3 separate regions of the Mus musculus genome follow, and regions 2 and 3 are each linked to region 1. The links are chromatin contacts, called in public HiChIP or PLAC-seq maps. All regions are on one chromosome and are shown on one strand. The core of a region is the stretch at or near the end of the contact, and the rest is flanking DNA. Distances in the headings are between cores, read along the strand shown.

What was found. HiChIP or PLAC-seq counts read pairs in DNA pulled down with a chosen protein or histone mark.
Region 2: a contact with region 1 is called in an H3K27ac HiChIP or PLAC-seq map of embryonic stem cells, with 3 times the contacts expected there. The contact joins the enhancer-like site here to the promoter of Dpysl2 in region 1. A contact is called at or near these places in 5 of 39 promoter capture datasets (the C10 cell line, liver, maxillary cranial neural crest and 1 more), 3 of 115 datasets of contacts at active chromatin or transcription factors (astrocytes and embryonic stem cells) and 2 of 9 other capture datasets (embryonic stem cells and macrophages).
Region 3: an H3K4me3 HiChIP or PLAC-seq map of embryonic stem cells shows a contact between it and region 1, with 6 times the contacts expected there. The contact joins the enhancer-like site here to the promoter of Dpysl2 in region 1. A contact is called at or near these places in 2 of 39 promoter capture datasets (embryonic stem cells and hippocampal neurons), 3 of 484 Hi-C or Micro-C datasets (bone marrow-derived macrophages and embryonic stem cells), 6 of 115 datasets of contacts at active chromatin or transcription factors (embryonic basal ganglia, embryonic forebrain, embryonic stem cells and 2 more) and 2 of 9 other capture datasets (adipose tissue and embryonic stem cells).

The regions. Positions count from the first base shown.
Region 1 is chr14:66,909,054-66,913,873 of GRCm38.p6, reverse strand. It overlaps Dpysl2 (dihydropyrimidinase-like 2), which reads left to right and starts at 2,833. Exons shown (of 14, transcript NM_001378767.1): 1 at 2,833-3,432. The coding sequence starts at 3,091. It overlaps Pnma2 (paraneoplastic antigen MA2), which reads right to left and starts at 2,666. Exons shown (of 3, transcript NM_175498.4): 1 at 2,581-2,666.
Region 2 is chr14:66,323,142-66,327,961 of GRCm38.p6, reverse strand. No RefSeq gene overlaps it. Among named protein-coding and RNA genes, the nearest start is that of Gm41183, 18 kb to the left of the region's middle. Within about 2 kb of position 2,806, at least 182 of the 459 cell types and tissues checked have an H3K27ac peak or open chromatin away from gene starts, as enhancers often do. A contact at or near this core is called in astrocytes, embryonic stem cells and stem cell-derived epiblast-like cells, where this site is marked.
Region 3 is chr14:66,376,642-66,381,461 of GRCm38.p6, reverse strand. No RefSeq gene overlaps it. Among named protein-coding and RNA genes, the nearest start is that of Stmn4, 35 kb to the right of the region's middle. Within about 2 kb of position 2,196, at least 57 of the 459 cell types and tissues checked have an H3K27ac peak or open chromatin away from gene starts, as enhancers often do. A contact at or near this core is called in bone marrow-derived macrophages, embryonic basal ganglia and embryonic stem cells, where this site is marked.

The DNA of each region.
Region 1 (4,820 bases), core at 1,584-4,083:
TGGTCTTAACTATGGCAGCAGCAGGAGCAGATCCGGTCTTCCTGGAAGGTGTTGAAGGCTGTTCCACTGTGTCAGAACCAGGAGAGCAAGATGCTGTCTCACCCTGTGCTTGGCAGCATGGGAGCCCGGAACTTCAGACCAATCTAGGCCTGAGATTCCCTTGTAAAATATGGGAGTGAACTTCCTCTGCTTGGAGTTGTTTCGAGGAATGAGATGTGAAGAGCTCTGGAGGGGCTAGGACTGTAGCCTAGTTGGCAGAGTGCTGTCACTATGTACAAAGCCTTGAGTTAGATCCCAAGCACTGCATAAGCCAGGCGCCGTGGCACATACCCATTACCCCAGCACTTAAGTGGTGAAGGTAAGTGAGCCAGGAGTTTAACTCCCTTGGCTACATCGGGAGTTTGAGGTCAGCCTGGGCTTACAAACAGGACCTTGTCTCAGAAAGAGCAAAAACAAACACAAGCGACATGCTGGGTAGTGGTGGCGCATGCCTGTAATCCTAGCACTTGGGAAGCAGAGGCAGGCAGAACTCTGAGTTCCAGGCCAGCCTGGTCTACAGAGTATGTTCTAGGACAGCCAGAGCTGTCACACGGAGAAACCCTCTCTTGAAAAACCGAAACAAACAGAAAACGAACGAACAAACAAAAAAGACAAATACAAACAAATGAACAAAAAACACCAAATGTCCAGATTCACAGAAAAATTGTCATGCTGAAATCTGCTAGCCTTTGAGACCTTTAACCCAATGGTAACCATACCTACAAGGGTTGCTCTTCAATTAACTAAGGCCTCACACATCTGGAGGGATTGCTTAGTGGTGAAATGCACAGGTTTGGTTACTAGCACCCACAAGTTGGCTTACTCTGTAACTTCAATTCCAGGGGAATCTGGCACTTTTGTCTGGCCGCCAATGGCCCCAGGCCTGTACACAGTGCATGTACAAACATTCAAGCAAAACATCCATATACATAAATGAAGGTTAACCAAAAAAGATTTTAAGACTGTAAATGAAACACCCTTGATGTACAAAAGAACCACCAGGGAAATGCTTGGGTATGGAAGAATGCAAGGATTTTGTACTTTTCTCACTAAAGAGGCCTATAGGATAACCTGTTGAAGGAACCAGGCTCTTGGGGCAAAGGCCTGGACAACTAGACACATGACTTTAGGCGTAATGACTCATAAACTGGTGTCCTAACTTGGAAGGCAGGGAGGATGAAAGACCTCAGGGCTTTAGTGTGGCATTGACAATTCCAATGGACACTTTATAAGAAAATTCCAAGCATTTCTGGTGCTAAGGTCCATAGGCCCTCCTTTCGGCTCCTACAGGATTGTGTGTGTGTGCGCACAAATTATGACTCCATCAATCAAGCTATCTCGGGCAACTGGGGGCGTTGATATCTGCAAGCAATCGTTACCTAAGCAAAGGCTGACAATGGGACTGATTTCTTGGTCACAACGCCCTGTGAGAACACGCTGCAGTAAACTGCCTCTCCTAGACCAAACCCATCCATCTTAGTGAGCATGCTCAGATCTCGCTCCAGAACCCCTAAAGGATGGGCAACACTTTTGCAGCTTTCAGCCACTCTGGAAAAACAGGAGGGGCTTAAATGCAACCAAGCCAGGACCAGGAGGTGGGACTAAGCAAGGAAAAGCCTCGAACCTGGCGGTCGTGGCTGAACCGTGTGCACGCGCGCACACACTCCAAATCCCCACACTTTGGCTGCCCACAACTCACACAGCATGTAACCCTCCCCTGAACAGCAATCTACCTCTACCCTCCATGCAAACCGCTGCGGCCCTAGAGAAGGAACATCTGGCAAACTCCCGGGCCTCCTGCGCAGCGTGCAACAGGGGCGGGGAAGCTAGGCGGGGCGACTTGAAAGCAAGATGAGTGTGCTTCAGTCTGCTTAGTCCCCAACCATTTTCCGTTTTGGGTGTGTGTGTGTGTGTGTGTGTGTGTGTGTGTGTGTGTGTGTGTGTGTTTTGAGGGATTGGAGATATCAAATCCAGGACTCTTCTGAGCCTTTTCTGAGGCAATGGCTGATGTGCAGGGCATGGCCTTTTCAGATGATGTTACGGGTCCCCAGTTTCTATGCTGAAGCGCAATCCTCAGTCTGCATTCTTTACTATGCCCCCCCCCCCCCCCCCCGCACCGCAGGCTTGCTGCTTTCTCCCCCGGTCACCGCTTGCATTTGCTATGCTCCTCTGCTTTTTCGCCCCCGCCATGTTGTGAGCCCCACCTCCCAACCACAGGGGCTGCAAGCAGGGAGAACATTCTCCTTTCCTTCTGCTCCTTGCAGTGCGCGCCCTGGCGCCCAGGTCGTGGGTAAACTGAAGCATTGGTGCCGGATACTTGGTTATCCCGGAGTAGACTTTGCTGTTTCCAGGGTCACCCCTGCCCAGTTTCCAAGAGCCTTCAGGCTTGAACCTTGGCTCCCTCAACCCTCAGCTCTCACCCGAGGCCAGGGGAGCCCCAGGGCCACCTTAGCAATGCAGTGAGGCAGGTCGGGGAGAGGGGCTCTGGACTAGGGTCTGAGCCTTCGGGTCCTTGCCCGGCTATAGCTATCCGACACTCACCCTGGCGCCGAGAGAGGTCTGTCGGGCGGCTGCCGCGCGTCCATTAGCGGGTGGAGTGTCCGCTTTACTTCCGGGGCGCAGGCTCCGGGCGCCCCCCACCCCCTCGTACCCTCCCTTCTCCGTCTCCTCCTTCTGGGTCCTCTCCCTCCTTGTCCCCTCCCTCCTGATCCTGCGTTCCTCCTGCCCCGCCCCACTCCGCCCCGCCCCGCGTTGCCGGGAACTGGCATCCTCTGCCGCAGCGACCGCCCGCTCAGATCCAACTTTGCTCGGAGGTGGCGTGGCGGCGCCGGGGGGCGTGGGCAGGGAGGGAGAAAGCGGGGTCAGGAGGAGGGACCGCGAGGGGTGGGTCGCCGGTTCGCCAGCTCTCCATCCTTTCTGTGCACCTTGCGGTAGGCAGGGAGAGGCAGCCGCGGCGGCAGCAAGAGGCTAGTGCACACCCAGCTAGGGAGACTTAGGAAACCACGGACGGACGGACGAACAGACAGGACCTTCCCCAGCGCCCCCTGAGCCATGGCCGAGAGAAAGCAATCTGGAAAGGCAGCAGAGGACGAAGAGGTCCCTGCCTTTTTTAAAAACCTGGGCTCCGGCAGTCCCAAGCCGCGGCAGAAATTCTGCGGCATGTTCTGCCCTGTGGAAGGGTCCTCGGAGAACAAGACCATCGACTTCGACTCGCTTTCAGTGGGCCGGGGCTCGGGGCAAGTGGTGGCTCAGCAGCGCGATGTCGCCCACTTGGGCCCCGACCCGCACCGGCAGAGCCGGCGTGCCAGTGGGGAGCCATCTGTTGAATCGAGCCGGAAGGTGGAGATCCGGCGGGCCTCGGGCAAGGAAGCCCTGCAGAACATCTATGATCAGGTTGGTATGGGGGTGGAGGGTGGGATCGGAGCGCGGGGCTGCCCCCTGGCTTGTCGCGGAGGACCGAGCATCCCCGCGTGGCAGCCAGCACCAGCCAGCACGCGGCACCAAGAGCTCTGCCTCCCGCATCTGCACGCGCACCGCGCCCTGCCCACCCCTTCACCGCGCAGGGTGCGGCGAGGCACGGGTTCGCCAGTGGGCGTTTGAGCTCCCACAAAGGCTGCCCTAGCCTCCTTGTCCCTGGGAGGTGGGGAACCCGCGTCAGGGACCAGCTGATCCCCGGGCTGGAGGCGTCGAGTGGCGATTGGGGTGGACCACTGTGCTGTTCTTAAATCCTCCCGGGCGGCATCCGATTGCAGCTGCGGCTCAGAGCCCCACCCTTTTTTGATGCAGCTCAAAGAGAGCAGTGGAAGGCTGCAGTGAAGACTAGAGGATTCCCTTGGGGTCTGTAGGGACAAGGGCTTACATGGCTACTCAGTGTGGCAAGGTCCCCGCCTCTAGTGCGCTCAGCACCATGGTTCTGAGCTAGGAGGTCAGGACCACGGCCAGCGCCCGGAGCCTCTTACCATTGCCTGGACTGTGTTCAGCAGCCAGTGAAGAGTCCGGGAGGTTGTGATGTCACTGAGAAAAGCTAGATAGCCCATGTAGAGAACAAAGTTCTGCTAAGTGTCTCGGCAAGGGCTTCTCAGAGCGCTTCCCCAGCGCTGTAAGGGAAGCACTTTGGGAATGGGGAGAGACTACGCGAATTATATTCAAAGAACTAAAAAGGAAAGGAAAAATGAGGGTGGGAAGGGAGGACTCACATTTGAAGGCAAGACTCCCTGATTGTGTTAATGGTGAGACAAAGAAGGCTAGCTTGGCTATCCTTCGTCAAGGAAAATGTTTGACATGGTCCAGTAATCCCCAGCAGGGCACGTTTCAAGCCCAGGGGTCTTTTCACACACATTTCCCTCCATTTCAGGGTGACATTTATGCTCGTATAATATTTTTTCACAGCTTTAATGCCTCAACTGATCGTTTACACTGCACAGCGTCTTACGCTTGGTTGCTGCTTCTCTCCCATGCTCGCGGTGAAGATAAGAAACCAATCTATGAATGACTTTATATTGAATCCTGTGTGCCTTCCCTTCTAGGGCAAGAGGAAGGTTAGTCCTAAAGGCGCTTCCTTTCAGACAGCCACTGGAGAAGTTGGGGGATGTTCTGCACATGCTCACTGGGGGCTTGCCCAGCATTCAGGTTGTGTGCTACAGAGAAATCCTCAGAGAACAGCTCTGGGGGCAATGGTTGGGGCACAGCTGCCCGCTTTCCTGACACAGCAGAGCAATCTAGTTTTTTACTTTCTTTAGAATCACTTCTTGCCAAAGGAGGCAGCAGAGGTGAGGAGACTA
Region 2 (4,820 bases), core at 1,557-4,056, 590 kb after region 1:
TCCCTCAAAACAAAGTGAGCATATAACAAGGAAAGGTTTATATTGATGTGATACGGCACCATGACTTGAGGAGGAAAGGGTTTATTTTGCTTACACCTCCACATAGCAGTTTGTCTTGAAAAGGAAGTCAGGGCAGGAGCTGAAGACAGAAACCTGAAGGTGGAAACTGGAAGAGGCCATGAGCAGGTGCTGCTGACCTTGCAGTCATGGCTTGCTCAGTCTGCTTTCTTTCCTTCTTTTTCAAATTATTTATTTAAATCTCAAACGTTCCCCCTCCCGGTCCCCCCTGACAGAGTTCCTTTCCCCCTCACCTTCCCCTTCACCTCTGAGAGGGCAACCTGCCCCCATCCTCCCACCTTGGAGCATCAAGTCTCTGTAGGATTAGACACAGCCTCTCCCATTGAGGTCAGACATGGCAGCTCTCTGTTACATATATGTCAGGGACCTAGGACCAGCCTGTATATGTTCTTTGGTTGGTGGCTCAGTCTCTGGGAGCTCCCAGGAGTCCAGGTTAGTTGACACTATTAGTCTTTCTGTGGGGTTGCCATCTCCTTGAGGCCTTCAATCTTTCCCCTAACTCTTCCATAGGGGTCCCTGACCTCTGTCCAATATTTGTCTGTGGGTATATGTATCTATCTCAGTCAGCTGCTGAATAGAGCCTATGTTATGCTCCTGTCTGCAAACATAACATAGCATCATTGATAGTGTGAGGGATTGGTGCTTACCCATGGGATGGGTCTCAAAATGGGCTAGTCATTGGTCAGCCATTCCTTCAGTCTGCTCCATCTTCGTCCCTGCATTTCTTTTAGACAGGACCAATTTTGGGTCAAAGGTTTTGTAGGTGGGTTGGTGTTCCCATGCCTCTGCTGAGGGTCATGTCTGGCTTCTGGAGGTAGTCTCTTTGGGTTCCAAATCCCAACTGTTAGGTATTTCTGCTGAGGTCGCCTGCACTGATTCCTGGGAGCCTCCCTTATGCCCAGTCTGATTTCTTATAGCACCTAGGATGCCAGGCCAGGGGTACCACTGCTCACACGAGCTGGGTCCGCCCACATGGATCATCAACCAAGAAAATGCATCACATGCAGGCTTGCCCACACTAAGTTGAGATTTCCTCTTCCAAAATGACTCTAATTTGTGCCAAGTTGACATAAAACTTTACCTCGGGGGGTGGGGGGGAGAAACACAACAAACCAGTAGTAATGATTGCTATTGTTAGAATAAAGATACAGGAGCTAGAGGAACTTCCCAGTATTCTCCCTTGAACATTCACTTTGTGCCCAAGTGAGTATTATTAATTTAAATTTTTTTCATAAGGAAATCTTTAAAAACTCTTAACTAAAACCTTAATTACTTTAACAAAAATTAATTAAAACTTAAAATTGTAGGAAGAAACTAATTGGATTGACTAATAATCATGTAAGATATTTTAAAAGTGGGGGGGGAGGAACTGTGTGAAGGGGGACTGGGAAGAGAGGGCAGTGATCGGGATGTAAAGTGAAAAAAAAAAAAAAAAGATATTTTAAAAGTGGCCACAGACTTAACAGCAAGGTCGGCTGTGATCTTGCAAGGGAATATGCTATACATACAGTGTGACACAAAGAAAAAAGGAGACACATTTAGGTGCCCTAATGACACAGGGCGCCGAGGCATCCTGACTGGTACCAAAGCAGGCAAAGGGCAAAGAGAATTCAGGGAATCGCTAGGAGACTGACCGAGGCTCACAACAGCCAAAATCCTGGGAATTACGGAAAGGAAGAGCTAAAACTTACACATGGGCTCTCATCATACCCGAGATGATCAAAGATAATCTCAAATTTGATTACCATGTGGAGAATCAGAGGTGCTCATGGATTGTAAGTTTCCAAAGCAGCCTGGTGACGTGCGCTTTCTTCCCTTTCCTGTTTGTTGTTCATGTTGTTTTGGTTTGTTTGCCCGGGATCAACCTTAGGACCTGCTTATGCTGGGCTACTGCTGGGTCCCCAGCTCATGGCAACAAGTATTTTCATCTATGACAAGTTTGTCTTCTAGAAATTGATCTTAAAGGAATTAAGGTCAGGCATCCTACAGTGTAATAAATCCACAACTGTGTTCATTTCAGCCTACTTTAAAACACTCATCCTAGTATATAAAAAAATAAAATAAAATAAATCATCACACATGTGGCTCAGTTCTTTGCAGCAAGTAACATTGACCGCGCACGTTTATACACTGGATGTGGTGTGTGAACCTACGGAATGCCCGTTTCGCATCAACTAACTACCAGGAATCTAAAGAATAAATGCAAAGGAGATTTCTCACAGTAAATGCAGAGTTAAGAGGCTGCCAGAAGCATGAGGCACCTCTGTAAGGCACCTCACACGTTTGCGTTTAAATACAGAAAAGAGCTTAACATATTTCACTGCAGGCTGGGAGTAGAGGCGCACTCTAGTAATCCCAGCTCTTGGAAAGGTGAGCTGCAAAGATTTTGAGTTCTAGGCTACAATGGGCTACACACAGCAAGGCCTTGTCTCAAAAACAAAACGAAACAAAACCAAAAACAAACACACACAAAGTAGAACAAAACGGTTAATAATATCCTAGATTATCCTTTCAACAATCTCCTGAATACAGTTATGTCTTAACACGCGCGCACGAGAACACGCGCGTGTGCACACACACACTCACACCCTAAATCCTTACAAAACCTTGGCACTCTACTAGACTCTGCAGGAAGAGTTAATTAACTCCTAATTAATTCCCTAGCCTGGGGAGGGGCACTGACTTCAGATTGGGTGATGATGACATCATGCTAGTAGCTGCAGCCAATAATGGCGTTCCTGCTCACTAAGCCCTGGTGAGGCCTCTGGGCCACTTGAGTAGCTGTGGCGTGGGCGGCTCTGTGGGGATGGACACCCACAACGTAGATCAGGTCGCTGTAACCTGTGTTGGGAGAGCTGATGGTGACCAGCGGCGGCCCCGCCCCTCTTCCAGCCTCGGGTTCTTGGATGGGGGTGGAAGGGTCTGCACCGTGCTTTTCTTCAGGTGCCCCCGCCCACCCGGGGTTGTTTCTTTTGTTTGCCCTCCTAGCCCCTCCTTTCTGGGCCTCTGCAATGGACCCGCCCCTCTAACTGGTGTCCAGGCTGTCCCCTCACAGCCTTAAAGCCCAGCTGTCTCAAGGCCACCTGCCACCATTTAACCTCCCAGTCCCGGGCTCTGGTGTTTAGTTCTGGTTATCTTTTTCTGGCCCAAGACATAGTGATTTCTCAACTAAGAGCATAATGGCCAAGGGCAGTAGGGGAAAAGGAGAAAGAGCAAAAACCATGCATAGACAACTCTTAAACAGAACCAGGGTATCCGGGTATGGTGATGCTGAGAGCCTCATCGATGGGTCTGCTAAATAATAGATAATTAAATTGAAAACGTCTGGATTGAAAAAGCAACAACAGATCCATTATAACAGTTTTGTCTCTTCCCTTCAATCCCAATTAATTTGGCAGCACACTTATTATTACTGAATATTTGCTACATTCAAATAACCATTTTCTCCTGACTTGAAATATTCTTAGTTTTTATTAAGTGGCCCCATATTCCAGTATAAGGAATAATTTAACTATTTCCCCTACTCTTGGATATTTAATTGGATTTTTTTCAACTTCCTTGTTTAAAATAGGAAATGAACAAGAACAGATCTTTTAGGGGGAAAATAGATCTTTTGGGGGAAAGGAAAAAAAGAATGGATCTTTTGTACACAGCTAAATGTTTCCTTTGATACAATCATAATAAGATGATCATTTCTCTAAAATATCTTGTTGACCTTTTCATGTTATTTCCAGTTAAATTAAAATCACCTTTTCGACTTCAAAGCGTCTGGGCATTTTAGCACCACATCTACTTGCTCTGAGATGTTGCTTTAAACGTTCCAGTAAGGCTTTGTTGTGGCTTTAGAATTTAATTTGGCGAGGCACGGTGGGGCTCACCTGTGATAGTAGCTCCTTGGGAGTTTTGCAGGAAGATCTGAAGTTCAGGCCAGCCTAGGAAATTTATGAAGACTCTGACCCAAAATAAAAATGGAAAGACAAGGGCTGAAGATATAGTTTGGGGAATATAGCCCTGCACGGTGTGCATGAGATCTTGAGAGAATTCGTTACTGTTTTGTTTCTGTGATGAAACACATGACCAACAGCAACTTACAGAAGACAGTTTTTGGAGCTTTTTTTGTTGTTGTTGTTTTTGTTTTTGATTTATGGTTCCAAAGGGAGTGGGTGAGCATTAGGTCTGGAAGACATGGCAGTAGGCAGGCCTCGTGGCAGGAGCAGGAAGCCTGTTGGCCATCTTTGTCCGAACACAGTTAGCAGAGGGAGAAAGCAGGAAGTTGGACAAGGCTATAAACCCTCAAAGCCTTCCTCCAGCAGGGCGAGAAAGCACCAGCTCCTGAAGTTTCATAAATTTCCCAAGCAGCAGCACCAACATGGCAGGGCTGTGTCATTCTTTACTCAAGCCACCATGATTGTTTTAATCCTCAGTAAACACACACACACACACTTTTAAAGAAATCTTGAGTAAAGATCCTGTTACTTTTAGTTGCTATTTTCAAATAATCTTATTCCCATTATATTTTCTGTTGGATATTGCTGACAGAAAAGGTGTTGACAGTTTTTAGAAAAAGCTGGTGGTGATGTCATCCTGTGAGCCAACAGGACACAGAAATCATCAGGGTCCCTGAAAATGGTGACAATCAATGTTAATGATGATGTGTAGCTGTGCTGTGAGACATAGTGGATTGCAGGAGCCTCCCTGTAACCAATGCTAACACCCAGTGAGAGCCGCGTGCCAACCAGGCA
Region 3 (4,820 bases), core at 947-3,446, 530 kb after region 1:
TGTGTGCTTAACTCTTAGCTGGAAAACCTGGAAGGGCTTAGAAGGGTGATGACTCCTGGGAACTTAAGAAAAGAGGACTGGAGAGACTCCACCGCTTGACTAGGTAGGCACTGTGTACTCAGAGGCCATGGCTGTACTCAGATGCCTGAGCTAGAACAGGGTCACTCACTGCCAGCAAAACGTTTTGGTAGAAGGAAGGAGAAAACTAAGCCTACAAAGAAAGAACTTTCTTTTCCCGGAGACCACAGGAACTAGCAATCCCAACCTGGGACCAGAAAGCAGAGCAAACAGAAATAGGTAACAGATGTCGTGATTTATTTAATCAATATTTAACTGCCGGTAACAGCAGGAACTGAGTGTCTTCTACAGAAAGAGCCATGTGAGCAGCTCAATGATTAGGGATTGAGATGAAAGACCCAGATGTCTTCCTGATTCGTGTTGGGAGTTGTTTGTATAAAATCTGAAAGCTACATGCAAAGGACCCATTCTCAACCTGTGGGTCAGGACCCCTTGATGGTAGAACAACCGTTTCACAAGGCACCTAAGCCCATCTGCATATCAGATATTTACACTATGATTCATAACTGTAGCAAAATTACAGTTATGAAGTAGCAATGAGATATTTTTATGGTGGGGAGTCACTTACAGCACGAACTGTATTAAGGGGGTAGCAGCATTAGCAAGGTTGAGGTGCGGTGATCTAAAGGAATATACATGTTACAAAACAAAAAGCAAGTGTTGTCCTACTGACTAACAAGTCAGATAAACTTGGAATAGCTGAATATGGAGGTCATTGATTTTCATGTAGGTTGTTAATTAAAGCCGTTAATTTGATCCACTAAGTATTTAAAAGAGCAGCTCATTGATTATCAGTGAAATCTAAGACAAACTGTCATGGGTAATGAAAAGATCCTAAGTAGACGGCAATTGCCAGCTTTTAAAATAACTGGAGGTTTGATCGAAAGGAACCCATGAGTGTAAAATTGACTGAAGGGGTTTTTAAAAAATATGAATAAATGCCAATACAAGTTCAGCCCACACAACAGAAGCGGGACAAGTTGGTAACGGAGTAAACGCTTGGAACAACAGCAGGCAGTGTTTATTGTCAATTTGACAGTCTAAAGTCACCTGGAAGATGGGCGTGCTATGGAGATTATCTTTATTGCATGGGGCAGGAAGACACGCCCACAGGGGGTGGGGCCATTCTCTGACTGAAATCTGAGACTGTAAGCAAGGAAGAAGTGTGCTGAGCAGTGGCACCTATGCCTTCGGTCCTTCCCCTCTGCTTTGGACTATGACTACTAATGTGACTATCAAACTCAAGTTCCGGCCTTCCAGACTTCCCTGCAGTGATAGGCCACGATCTGGAGGTGAGGGCTAAAACAGACCCTACTTCCTTAAACTGCTTTGCTGGGGTATTTTATCACAGCAACGGGAAAGGGAACTAACACAAATGGTAAATAGAACAGTGGCTGTTGTGGAAGACCGTAGGGGTTGGCCAGAGCCAGGGACCCTCCCCTTTTGACTAATTATGTACCTCCCATGGAAGAAACAAGCTGATCCTCTCCTCCTAGGTCTCCTCCTCCTCTTCTTCCTCCTCCTCTTCCTCTTCCTCCTCCTCCTCCTCTTCCTCTCCCTCCTCCTCCTCTTCCTCTTCCCTCTTCCTCTTCCTCCTCCTCCTCTTCCCTCTTCCTCTTCCTCTTCCTCCTCCTCCTCTTCCTCCTCCTTATTTCTTTTGAGGATAATTTGATTCTTGTACAAATATTGCTGCCTTTGTTTGACTTTGGATTTGGACAAACCTAGAGTCAAAAAATGTCCCCTTATTTATACTTTACAAGTTGTCCCATATGAGGCAAGGCACCTCCAGCCTTCATCTCTTCTTGGTAAAATGGGGCTGGTAAAACCCATCTAGTGGGCTTTAAGGCTTAAACTTAATCAAGGATTCAATAAATAGCAAAGTGACTGACAAGGAGCTGGACACTTGGTTACTGTTGCCTGTCTTTTAAATGTTCCTGCTCCTCTCATGGTCCCCTAGCAATAAAATCCAGTGGCCTTCCGGAGTGTAAAGAGGGGTAAGTCACAGGAAACGCCTTCAACATTTGGAGTGGGTCTAAAACATTATCAGCCTAGCCAAGAGTGTCAACTGGTGCATTCCTAAAGCTGTTGGCAGCCACTGCCCTAGTGGACTAGGGCAATTGTTCTTTCCACAGTTTGAGAGGACCAGACCTCCCTTTTCACAATGAAGTGCAGGGAGGGTGACTCCCCTCCCCCACCCGAGAGGCAGTATGTGTGAGCAAATTCTCAGTCCTTTTTTTTGTTGTTGTTTTTAAAAATCTCTTTTAATAAGTTCTGTTTTATGATCAATCACAAGTAGGTTATTCATGGGAGAGGAGGTGCCTCTCTGGGGAAAATACACTAGCAGAAGATTGAATTTAAAGCATCAGAAACGATGTGACAAGATGTAAAATAATACTATGCTAACCTACAAATGACTTATTAATGCTGTGGGCCATGTCTGGGGCGTGGCCTCATTTACCCAATAAAATTTATGGATGGATAAAGACATTAACAATGAATAATTTCAGTCTGTGGTATCCATGGATACATAGCTCAATTGGAAACCATTTCTTAGGAGTTCATAGGCAGCCATTAATAACCATTGAGTCTTGGCCACACAGCCTTTGACAGGCTAGCTTATCAGAGCTCCACGCCTTGCTGGAGAGACTTATGTGAGCGCAAGGCTACAAGGAAACCTACACTTAATGAATGTCTATTAACGTCTTGAGGAGAAGATGAGGAGTGATTAGCTGAGAGAGTTAATGAATTGTCTGTTTAAGTGGGTTTACGAGGCAAATGAGCGTGTGGAGGTGAAATAGGACATCCAAAGACGTTCTGGCTCAAGTACACTGTGAACCTCTAAAGCATGAGCATGCAATATTTCCCGAGCTTGTCAGATGAATGGAGCCTTTCTTCTCAGAGAATTTTAATGAAAACCACATTGAGAAATGTGGGGAATGGAGATAAAACATACAGAAAATGTAAACAAGTCAGATAAATATGGTGCACTTGTGTGCATGCATACAAATTGTGTGTGTGTGTGTGTGTGTGTGTGTGTGTGTTTCTCTCAACAGGATACTTTTATCCCATAAATAACAACAGCAGCAGAATAGCTTCCTAAGCAGGCTGCACCATACAGCATTTGCATGACCTCAGTTTGCCTGCCATTACCATCAAAGGAAGAAGCAATCCGATAGCTCATTGGCATCAGCTCTTGCAAAGCTATAAACATCCCAAGACCCCTCGTCACCATGGCAACCTTATCCCTAATTACCAACTGTAACAGCTATGGTTGCAGTCGCCTCTTTTGTGCAAATTTGTCCTGGAGAATTCTGGGCGGTTCCCGTAGTAGAAACAGTACGAACGCCACCTGCTGGTCATATTCCTGTACTGCGCTAGCTCCCTGTGATCTCTGGGGTCCAAAGTCAAAGCCAAGAAAATAAAGCAAGATGAACAATCATCAACTCCAGAAAAGGGGTTCAGGGAGTGGGGGAGGTTTGGGGGAACGAGGGGTCACGAGGGAAAGTGACTGTGTGTAATTTTTACAAAAATAAACTTCCGTTCTTATCTTAATAAAAGTAAGGGTCCTGGAAACAGTGACAAATCTTCAAAGCATGATAGAAAGCTGAGATGGGAACATAAAAATTTGAATGTGAAAACACATGTGTTTGATATTAAGAAATGTATTGGAGTCCGTGTGAACTCCTAGCAGAGACCTGCTTTAAGTGCATTAAATACTGTCAACTTGCTTTAAGATGGCAGTGTAGAAGCTGGGGAGACCCTCACCTGCAACCCCTGCACTTGAGAGGCTGAGACAGGGAGGAACTGGCATTGAAAGCCACCTGATGAGTGAGATGCAGATAAGCCTGTGAGATGTAGCAAGACCCTACTGCATAAACTTAAATGGCAAAATGTGTCTAGAAAACTGCTAAGTGTGATTATCAGATATGAAGATACACCAGACTGTCACAGACCAGCTTAGGGAAATTAAAAATCGGAGCCCTGGGGTGGTGGGGAGGAATGCCCATAAATTCCCCTGGATGCTTATTCGCTTAGGATAAAGTCCTATCATCTATCGAAAAATGATACTATTAACATATGTTCTCTTTATTTTGTTATTATTCTTTCTCCTGTTTCCTCTGTAGTAAAAACATTTCTGAATTTGTATTACACAATGGTTAAAATTGGTTTTTTCTATGTTGATTCCTATGCATGTCAGAATTCTGATGTGCAGCATTCTCTAATGTCAGTATTTCTGTGTTTCTTTCTTCCTCCTCTCAGCCCACATTGTGTCTTAGTTCTTGTTACCCTTGTCTTTGATTTGCTTCATGGCTTCTTGAATTTCCACCGCAGAATCTATTGACATTGGTTTTCTTTTCCTTTTATATGAAAATTACCATTTCTCTCAGAGTAGCCCACCTGCCTGTGCAACTAAGTGTAATGAGAGCCATTATTTGGTGCTTTGATCTTTTTTCACGATTCTTATTGGTTTGGGCGGGGGGGGGGGGGGTTGGGGTTTAGAGGGACAAGGTCTCAGTCTGTCCCCGTGGCTGACCTAGAACTTGTGAACCTCTGCCCCAGTCTTCTGGATGCTGAGATCACAAAGGCACATGGCTGCCTTAGGCTTCTGAGATCACATACACACACACACACACACACACACACACACACGGGGGGGGGGGGGAGTGGGGAGTTAGCAGGCCTCTGTGCAGGTTTTTCCCGTGTGTTTACACATCTTTGAACACAAATAGTTTCTGTGCCCC